Linked DNA regions of Mus musculus: all the other regions are linked to region 2. A link is a contact called in public HiChIP or PLAC-seq data. All regions are on one chromosome and are shown on one strand. The core of a region is the stretch at or near the end of the contact, and the rest is flanking DNA. Distances in the headings are between cores, read along the strand shown. Region 1 has its middle 49 kb from the start of Icos. Region 2 overlaps Gm38137 (a long non-coding RNA gene). Region 3 has its middle 68 kb from the start of Icos.

Region 1 (3,361 bases), core at 532-3,031, 150 kb before region 2:
ATATTTAGTGATTTACTCCTCTGCCTCTCTATATGAGTAAATATGTATTCAGGTCAGGCTCTGTATCTAGACTCTCATGATGTCTACTGGCTTTCAGGTGGAAGTATATCATAGTCGATCCAAGGGTGTGTGTGTGTGTGTGTGTGTGTGTGTGTGTGTGTTATATAAATATATATTGTATGATATATATATATGTATATATATATATATATATATATATATATATATACAGAGAGAGAGGGGGGACATTGGCATTACATCAGTGAAGAGATGAACGAGGGAATGGGAAAATATAACTGAAGATCTAATGATCTAAAGTTGCTACAGTAAATTCCTAGAGATCCAAATTGTAATTTGTCTCTTGGTGTCAGAATTCATTTGAGGTTGAGGCTGGAAACAATAGGAGAAGAGATACAGTGGTTGAATCAAATTTGCTGGAGAAAAAAACTTTCTAAAATTAAAGGAAGTAAAGAGCAAAAAGTCTAGAGAGATAGTTGGAGCCTGATTTGATGAACTTTGAAGGTCAAGGTAGAGTGCTGGGATGCTGTGGATTCAGTCAAGGCTTCAGGACTGAAGAATAGCTTGGAGCTGTCAATGGTTCATGAACAGAAGAACAATGACAATGAAAATCCTTATTCTAGGAAGTTTAAGATCACCCCACTCTGGAAAGAATTCAAAACTGAAGTCAGGAGGAGTAGATGGGGGTTAGTGGACCAATTTAAGCCCTCTATTGAGATTTTAAATGGGGTTATTATTGGGAATAAAAGGAAAGAACAGAGCTAAATGAAGAATCAGTGCTACTGAGGAAATGAAAGTCTCAAGTAAAGTGAACTGTGCTGACTAACCAGCTGTAATCCTGGGAACTTTTCGAAGCTATCTCCTGTCATGGCTGTTCAGAAGATGTTGCTGAAAGTGAAGTGGCTTTAAGATGCTGTTGACATAACAACTTCTATGTGGTTTTTCCTCATTGGCTACTGAGTTCTGGAGACAGACATCTTTGGGTGCAACCACAGCCCCATCAGTAAAGAGTAGGTAGAGGAAGGATGTAGGTAGGACACAAACAAAGACAGTTATTTCCCGTATATCCCTATCTTACATCTTTCTTCTAGAAAGGCCAGACATGTAGGAAGGAACAAAACTGAATGACAGAATGATGCCAAGAAATCACAGGCTCCACAGAGTGGGGCTCGGCTGACATCGAAAGGAGGGATGAAGGCTGCTATGGAAAGCAAAGACAGGATCTCTTTCTGCTGGTTTTGCCCATGTAGAGTAGGGCTAAAGTTGTCCAGACAAATAACCAGGGTCAATAACATCTACCAGGACTCTTTAAGTCTTTTTGTTTACTTTCAAATTACTTCTAATACCTCAACCAACCATGCCCACTAAAACCAATGTTCTGGGCGAGGTGGCAAATACAAGACGATGTCACCAGTAGTCCTCCCCGTGTCACCTGTATTATATGCACAGAAATTTTATAATTTACCCTCTAGGCATTTAAATGTCACATGGTCTATCCAACTTGTTGGGGCACTTGTATAAAAAGTTATGAAAACAACTCTCTGGCCTAAAGCCATTTAACATTGTTTCTGCCTTAGAAATGTAAAGTCAGAAGATTCCAAAATTGAACGCTAAGAGCAGAAGTCTTCATTGTCACGTTCTCTGGGTAAAAATCTTTTGTAGATGTCTCCTTCTAAGTTGCAGAATGAGAGACCTATGCAAAATCTGTAGAAGCTTTGGGAGTTTGCTGAGGAGAGTGGAGGACACTCTGCACACGATTTAACTTTGTCTGGCTGAGTTGAAAGTTTCTGAATGACTAAGAATCTGCAACTTGACTCAGTCAGAGACCATGTGGCCTATAACAGAAAATCTTCTGAAGGAAAACAACATAAATTTGCAGATGAAGCAAACAGATCATCTCTCCACGTCCGTGACAAGAACCAGAGCTGCCATTTGTCCTCTGCTTCTGAACAAAGACCACAGCAGGACAAGAAGCTAAAATATTTTTCTAGTGAATTTTTGGAGAAGGAAAACTTATGTTTTAAAACCAAGTCCTCTGGTTCCCTTTAATACCTCCATTTCAGTTGGGGGAAAATAAGAAGAATTCTTGCTGATATGAAGGATGTTTAACATGTCATACTTTTTAACGGGAGGAAACACCATTATTCTCCTCAGAGGATTATGTGCTCAAATCCATTGCAAGGGCCATGAACTGTGAGAGAACTCCTATCACAAATAGTCTCACTTTCAGACATGGGAGCAATAATGCCAATGGTGTTAGGATAGATCCTAAATGCTAGGTATTTTAAACAGAACTTACATTGTCAAGGTTTTCAAAGTTCATCTATATTCTCCCATGTTTCAGAACTCCAATTCTTGTCTGATTACCCTTCAGGAAAACAAATTCTCATCTGTGAAGGATAGCTGTGGTGGCCACAGATACACTGACCAATCAGGGTCTTAACAGTTCTTCTACACAGTTACTCCCATACAATCCCTTTAGTTCTTGTGTAAGAACAACCAGTATCATGTTATTTCTTAGGAAACACAGCATTATATGTCTTCTCTGTCTTTTTTTAAGCACACTGATCATTTGACTTAGGAGTTTACCACCCACACCTAAAGCCAAGTCAAAAGAACCAATCAGCACAGCCCTGCCATGCTCACAGAAGAAGAAAGGACAGATTGGAAGGAATCCGTTTGTCAGTTTGAAGGGTTCTTCTCTATTTCTTGCTATGTTGCTTGCCTGTCTTACCTCAAGAATTCAGCAGTTCTAAATCATGAGTTTAAACTTCTAAAAATTCTGTCATTTGAAATTTTTTCTACTGTCTTACCTTACTGAGGCCAAATTTGTTTTAGGTACCCAGGCTGACACTGGTCACATTATTTCCTCCCACGGTTCGTATTTATTTCTAAGCCTTTGTTAGCTAACATAATCAGAAAGAGACTCAAAATGTTGGAAACAACGTCCATCAATATCTCTTTAAGAAACCTACTAAAGTTACACAGCCAGTTGGTAGCAGAGCTAGAGTTAGAACTTAGCGGGTCAGGATATATGTTGGTGAACAGAAGGTAATGCAAGCACATTTCAGACTGAAAAGTCTAGCGACGGATCTTCATTCTATGGTGGGAACTTGCATGGTTATCTAATCTCACCAAGCTGCCTCCTCCCAGTGGTGTGACCATTAAATGAGACAATGAACAGAATGGCAAACACTCCGTTTATCCGTAGTGAGTGTCTATTAAGAGTTAATAGTTATCCATCCCAGGTTAGTTGACCAGAACCCATTAGTTAGTTGCCACTACTGCTTCCTGCAGATGCAGAGCTGAGATACTTGGGGGCACTCGGATCCATTTGCTGAGT
Region 2 (3,305 bases), core at 20-2,519:
CAGACCCATTCCAGTTCCAAAAATAAACTGCAGTTTCTTTCTTATTACCCATGAGTCTTAATTTGTTCTATTTATACTATGGAGCCGTTTTTTGAAATCCTGAGAGATTTTCTTTATGACAAAGCTTGGGGAGGTAGTAGGAATTCACATTAAATACATGCTGTAATTTTCTTTTTCATTTTATTTGATTTTCAAATTACAGTTTATGTGTATAACAATGTTTTTGCCTACATGTATATATGCAAAGCACATGTGTGCCTAGTGCTCTCGGATGGAGAGGGTCTCAGATCCCCTGGGACTGGACAGCTGTGAGTCAACATGTGGGTGCTAGTGACAGAACACAGGTCTCCTGCAGGAACAGCAAGTGCTTGCTCTTAATCACTGAGCCATATCTCCAGCCTCCGTTCATAATTTTATGTATGGTTGAAAATGAATGAATGAATTAATGAATCAATGAATGAATGAAACAATCTCAATAATTCCATACATACCCATCAGGGTCCCTATTTATATCAAATTCCAACCAAGTATAGTGTTAAACAGGGAAGATATTAACATGACTTTAACAGCCATTTCTAAACAGCAGTGGCTGTTTGCATTGTATTCTCCCTCCTTAATATCACCCTATATGGAAACTTAACCTGAAAAAGAAATCACCTTCTAAGAAATGACATAAAGCAGCCTACAGTATACGGATGACTCAAGGCAATAAAGAAAAGACAAACTAAGCCGGGCGTGGTGGTGCATGCCTTTAATCCCAGCACTCGGGAAGCAGAGACAGGTGGATTTCTGAGTTCGAGGCCAGCCTGGTCTACAAAGTGAGTTCCAGGACAGCCAGGGCTATACAGAGAAACCCTGTCTCAAAACAAAACAAAACAAACAAACAAAGACAACCTGTTTCTTCTTGCTGGTTGGTTTTATCCATCTGCACATACCCAGGCAGTCTATAAAGACATTTTTCAGTGGGTTTCTTTCCATGATCTTCACAAAATTCCTTTCCCTGCTTTGAGGACAGGTGACCTGCTTTCCTATTAAGAATATCAGATGTTGCTCATAATGGAATCCCTGACTATGAAGTCCTTTGGGAGTAAGAGATGTGGGCATGGCTAATAGGTGTGACCTCATACAGCTGGGAAATGACTCTTATTCTCACCGGGGTCATTAGGTTCAAATGGTAATGACTGGCTGCACCATCACCTTCTCCTTGTCGTATTGCTGAGTGAGCCTCCAGGAAATGAGGTCTCTCCACCAACATTAACCCCAAAACCAGTAAGAGGAGCAGCAAGCGTTTCAGGCTTTATTCACACCCTTCTCAGCTCTGTGGCAGTAACAGTTGTGGCTTGTAAAGAGGTCAGATGTCACATTTCTGCCTCTGGCTCCAGCAGACCACAAAGACATACCTTATGAGGTCACTAAGTTTGTACTTCTTTACCTGGAACTAGTTACAAAGTATTTTGGAGGCCCGTGCCTTCTGTTGGGGAAGGAAAAAAAGAAAGAAGGAGAGAGAGAGAGAGAGAGAGAGAGAGAGAGAGAGAGAGAGAGAGAGAGTGAGAGAGAGAGAGAACAGAGAAGCTAATGTAAAACTCAATTGTAGTCCACACTGTATCTCTCCAGCACTGAATTGTGCCCAGCACATCAGAGTTCAGTCGGTGGATGGATGGTGAGCTGGCTTGTACCTGCTCAGAAGAGCCAGTTACTGGCATGTCTTATCCATGCCACCCACATTCAGTGACACCTTAGTGGTATTTGTAATTAGTCAATGATAGTAGGTATACCACAGACTGAGCAAGTGCTCTGAATGTCCGTTCTCTCTCGGAGAGTAAGAGAGAACATATCATCGCTAGACTTCATCAATACATTGAAATGTATGACGTGCCTATTACATTCCAGGTTTTTTTTTAACACGTGCCCTCTCAAATACACATCATGACATTGGTAGAAATAATAATAAGCATGAGTGAGTGTGAAAAAGCTGTAATGTCTGTCACGCCTATGATTACCGGGTTCGATTCTGACATATGACAAGGTTCCACGTGATTCATTCATTTATAAGGGGCATAGCTAAGGTTTGAATCAAAGCCAGCAAAAGTGAAACCTCTGTGCTGTCTCCTCTACAGCATCACACAACACACACACACGCACGCACGCACGCACGCACGCACGCACGCACCACTACCACCACCAGCAGCAGCAACAAAGGCTCCACTAATACAATTTTTATGAATGCAAAATGAAATTCTAAAGGTCTCATCAGCTTAGCTGCTGGAAGGAGATCCCCAACCCTTGCACCTTATGCCAGTGGTCCCTTCTCTTGAGGATTAAATTTCCTTTGGTGCCTGGGTACGCCCACAATCTACACTTTAACTGAGGTAGGAAGTCCAGAGAGGGTCCAACATCGTTCCTAGTTCCTGCTGCTCCTCACTCCCACACTCTTACCATATGAAGAGTAAGTAGACCAGAGGACTTAAGGTCCTAGGATGCACCCATGGCTGTATCCAGCCACCGACTTCATTCCAGAGGATGGTGGGTTAAGTGGATTGTTTTATCAATATTGGGCTATGAACACAGTGCTAACATGCTGATTTGAATGCATCTCACTCACTACATCAGACCCGGGATGAATATATGGATGACAACAACTACAAATATGTTGTCAACAGAACAACAGTTCTCTAGCATCTGCAACCTCTGAAAATGTTGTTTTGTGGCAGAAGATAGACATTGCAGACAAGATTGGGATAGAGGCATTAAACACAGAGGATGTGTCTGGATGTCTGGATGAGCTCAATAGGCCCAGTCTAATCACAAGAGCCCTTCAGAGTATCAATATTTCTTCAAGTGGAAGCAAAAGAGAAATGGAAGCGAAGAAAAAGGTCAGAGAGACCTGATGCAAGAGGACGTGACCCGCTGCTGCTGACTTTAAAGACAAGAAAAGGAGCACATGATCTAGAGAATCAAAGACTAAACCTAACTATTCCTACACTCTGGCAGAGAGACAGACAAAACAGGAACTTCATTCCCACAACTCCCTGTAATTGGATTTCCCCCCACCCCAGCATTTGAATGCCATTAAAAGTAGATTTACTCAGAGAGCCCCTAGAAAGGAATATGGTGGTCAGCTATGCCACACCTTGATTTGGGATTGTGAAACTTAAAACCAGAGACCCAGCTGGACCCTGTCCAACCAGATCTGTGACCTACATGACTGTGAGATCAGGAGGCAGGCATTGTTTAAAGCTGCTAAATGCCATGCAACAGATGTCTGAGGGAGTTCACCACAGCCCTAGTGCTCCCCTCACACGCAC
Region 3 (3,173 bases), core at 137-2,636, 170 kb before region 2:
GTTAGAGAAACTTCAAGCCAAAAAGTGTTATGAGCATGCTGTCTGAAGGTTACCAAAGCATCCTCAGCACAAGGCTGACTTAAATGGAATCTGATTAAGCAATCATCATGTTCCCTGCCCAAGGAAGAATGGGTCCACCTGTGTACAGAGTTAAGCTCATTGGAGAACGTTCTCTCTTAGTGTAGTATTTGCAGAGGAGTTGCCACCAGCAGCAGTTATGAGAACTTACACATGTTCTCAAGCCCTGGACATGAGGTTGGATGCTTGAGTGAAAAGAAGGTATTTGTGAGATACTAAATTTGGCTCTCCTTTAAAGCATGGGCTTATATGTTATGTATGTTTATAATGGGCTACACCTGGACCAGCCCAGAGACAATTCACATGGGGAATTTCTAGCTGTTCCAGTCTAGATCCTGCTAAGAGTAATTTACCCCAGTCCCTAACAACAACAACAACAACAACAACAAAATCAGTAAAAACACACGAGAGAGAGAGAGAGACAGAGAAAGAGAGAGACAGAGAAAGAGAGAGACAGAGAGAGACAAAGAGAGAGACAAAGAGAAGAGAAGAGAGAGAGACAGAGAGAGAGAAAGAGAGAGAGAGAGAGAGAGGGAGGGAGGGAGGGAGGGGGGGGAGGGAGGGAGGGAGGGAGAGGTTCTCAAGTGTAGTTAAAAGCACTTACTGCTCTTGCAGAGGACCCAGATTTGGTTTTCAGAACCTATGTGGTGGCTCACAACTGTCTATAACTTCAGTTCCAAGGAATTTGATACTGTTTCTGGCTTCTAGATACTGGACACACATGTTCATATTTATACATTCAGGGGAAACATTCATACACATAAAATAAAAATAAATAAATATAAAACAATAAAGATGTTCTTAAGTGAATCCAAACCTTCATCCCCATTCATCCTTGAACCCAACTTATAGTCCCAGGTCTAATCCAAAAGCAGATCTTCAGCAGGTTAGGTAGAAAACACAGTGACTAGGTACTGGTAACATTATAGAGCTTTACCAAGAAAACACAATTCCTTACTTAGTCACATTTGTAACTCATATGCTTCTTTAGCAGAATTCAGAGAGAACAAAATCTAGTCTGAGTCATGTTGTGGCTTGAGACTGAAGTAGAGATAGCAGACAGCCTTCATATCTTAACTTATAACTGCTCACAACACCAAAGCAAGCATACACTTTGTAAGCTAATTGTAAGTCAAATTAATATCACCACAAAGATAGTTCAACTCTCCCACTGACTGATGTAGAACAGAAACCTGTAAAAGACATATTCTATTTTCCTTTTGCATGCAAAACATATTCATATGAAATATGGTCACAGTAACTTGAATGATGATCTGTTTCAACTTCATTTTAGATTCTTCCGGTGTTCAGAGAAGTCATAAAATACGCAAGCCACCAAACCACATGACCTAAAAAGATTTAGAAACATGTCCAGAAACCACGAGGTTTTTTTTTGTTTTTTTTTTTTTTGTTTTTTGTTTTTTTTTTATCTACTGGTAGGAATATACTCAAATCACAACCATTGTTAAGAATTTAACTTCAGCTGCAGTAGTTAAGGGACAAGACTACAATGATTGAACACTCATCTGCAGAAACTGTCACTTGATTTCACACACCCACCCTCCTGTTTTTACACAGGACTTCACTATGCCACCCTGCTCATCTGGAACTCAATCTGTAGAGCAACCTCTGCTGAAACTCACAGAGATCCACCAGCCCCTACCTCCAAGTGCCTGAAATTAAAGATGTATGCCACCAATGGACTTATTGCCTCTTACTCCAAAACTTCACATCCTCTAAGGTTTCTAAATGTATTATGCTCCGAGTTACTTGCATAATCTAAAGTGTGAATGAAATCCCTTGAGTGGGATGGCCACAGGTATCTTCATCCATGAAGCTTCCTCAAAATAAACTCAGATCACAAATATATCCCTACACAGCAATCATAAAGATAAAATATTCCAATTATTTTCTCCCTCTCTGAGATGAGCTGGTTCGTTAAGTCCCAAAACATACAATAACACAAATGACAGAGAAATTTATCAATTGGAGACTGTGATGAAAGGGGACTGAGAGAAGTGATTTGTGGGTAAATTATGATCAGACCAGAATTGGAGCTACATTAAAAGATGTTTTGACTCATTAATAAGTGATTGAACTTGACAAGTGCTGAAAGGAATCTGAGAGATGGATAGTGCCCCGGGTTATGGTCAGTGAGGCAGGATGTTGAGCTGAGAAGAAATACTTGATTTCTTTGGCCAAGTATATGGTTCCCAGGGCCTCAATAAGTTCTTGGCAAAAGTGTAAAGAATGTGGCCAGAGCCTGTCTTGCCTGCTGCATGATGACCAAGGTAGATATCAAGGAATGGAGAAACAGGCAACCAAAATTCACTTGTGATTTCCTGCCTCAGCTGTGGATAAGGATTGGAAATAATCAGTGCTGTTTTTATGACCAGAAAACATCAGACAAATGAAAAAAAAATCAAACTTTCCCTGGACCCACCATTAGGTACAGTTGTAGAACAGACTGCCACCCTGAAACCTGAACAAACAGAATGTTCAGGAGATACGGTCAAGATCTACTCTCAGAATAGAAGCCGTGGGAACCTGTTTATAGGTGAGAACCCTTACATGGTTATTTGGGATCTGGGATGGCCTGCTGGGTTAAATACTTGCTGAGCAAGCATGAAGACCTGAGTTCAGAGCCCTAAAACCTATATTAAAAGCTGGAAGTGGTGACATATGCTTGTAACCCCAATAAGGAGCAGGAGGGGGCAGACACTGGCCAATCCCTAAGGTAATAAGTGGTAAGCTTCCTTAGTGTTCTTGGCATGATGAAAGTAGCATTAAAACCACACACACACACACACACACACACACAAAAAAAAAAAAAAAAAAAAAAAAACTTAGGGAATTTTCAGGCTTCATATGTAACTTGGCTGAATCTACTGATCAAGCTCCTATCTCAGTTTCAATGAACAGAAACATTGCTCAAAGTAGCTTCATAGACATAGGAATATGTCAGCTTCTGTTACTAGCAACCAGGGGTAGAGTTGTTGTTGTTTTTGTTGTTGTCATTGTTGTTGTTTAATTAAAATCTAAGTATAATTTTAAAATATAGATCTGTCCATTTCCTCATCTTTACCTTTTTTTCC

What was found. HiChIP or PLAC-seq counts read pairs in DNA pulled down with a chosen protein or histone mark.
Region 1: a contact with region 2 is called in a BATF HiChIP or PLAC-seq map of CD8 T cells, with 8 read pairs. The contact joins two enhancer-like sites. A contact is called at or near these places in 1 of 39 promoter capture datasets (embryonic stem cells), 1 of 484 Hi-C or Micro-C datasets (CD8 T cells), 1 of 115 datasets of contacts at active chromatin or transcription factors (CD8 T cells) and 1 of 9 other capture datasets (liver).
Region 3: a BATF HiChIP or PLAC-seq map of CD8 T cells shows a contact between it and region 2, with 14 read pairs. The contact joins two enhancer-like sites. A contact is called at or near these places in 1 of 484 Hi-C or Micro-C datasets (CD8 T cells), 1 of 115 datasets of contacts at active chromatin or transcription factors (CD8 T cells) and 2 of 9 other capture datasets (adipose tissue and liver).

The regions. Positions count from the first base shown.
Region 1 is chr1:61,025,356-61,028,716 of GRCm38.p6, reverse strand. No RefSeq gene overlaps it. Among named protein-coding and RNA genes, the nearest start is that of Icos, 49 kb to the right of the region's middle. Within about 2 kb of position 1,781, at least 13 of the 459 cell types and tissues checked have an H3K27ac peak or open chromatin away from gene starts, as enhancers often do. A contact at or near this core is called in CD8 T cells, where this site is marked.
Region 2 is chr1:60,873,410-60,876,714 of GRCm38.p6, reverse strand. The region is part of intron 2 of Gm38137 (a long non-coding RNA gene); the gene reads right to left. Among named protein-coding and RNA genes, the nearest start is that of Gm38137, 11 kb to the right of the region's middle. Within about 2 kb of position 1,269, at least 17 of the 459 cell types and tissues checked have an H3K27ac peak or open chromatin away from gene starts, as enhancers often do. A contact at or near this core is called in CD8 T cells, where this site is marked.
Region 3 is chr1:61,044,459-61,047,631 of GRCm38.p6, reverse strand. No RefSeq gene overlaps it. Among named protein-coding and RNA genes, the nearest start is that of Icos, 68 kb to the right of the region's middle. Within about 2 kb of position 1,386, at least 18 of the 459 cell types and tissues checked have an H3K27ac peak or open chromatin away from gene starts, as enhancers often do. A contact at or near this core is called in CD8 T cells, where this site is marked.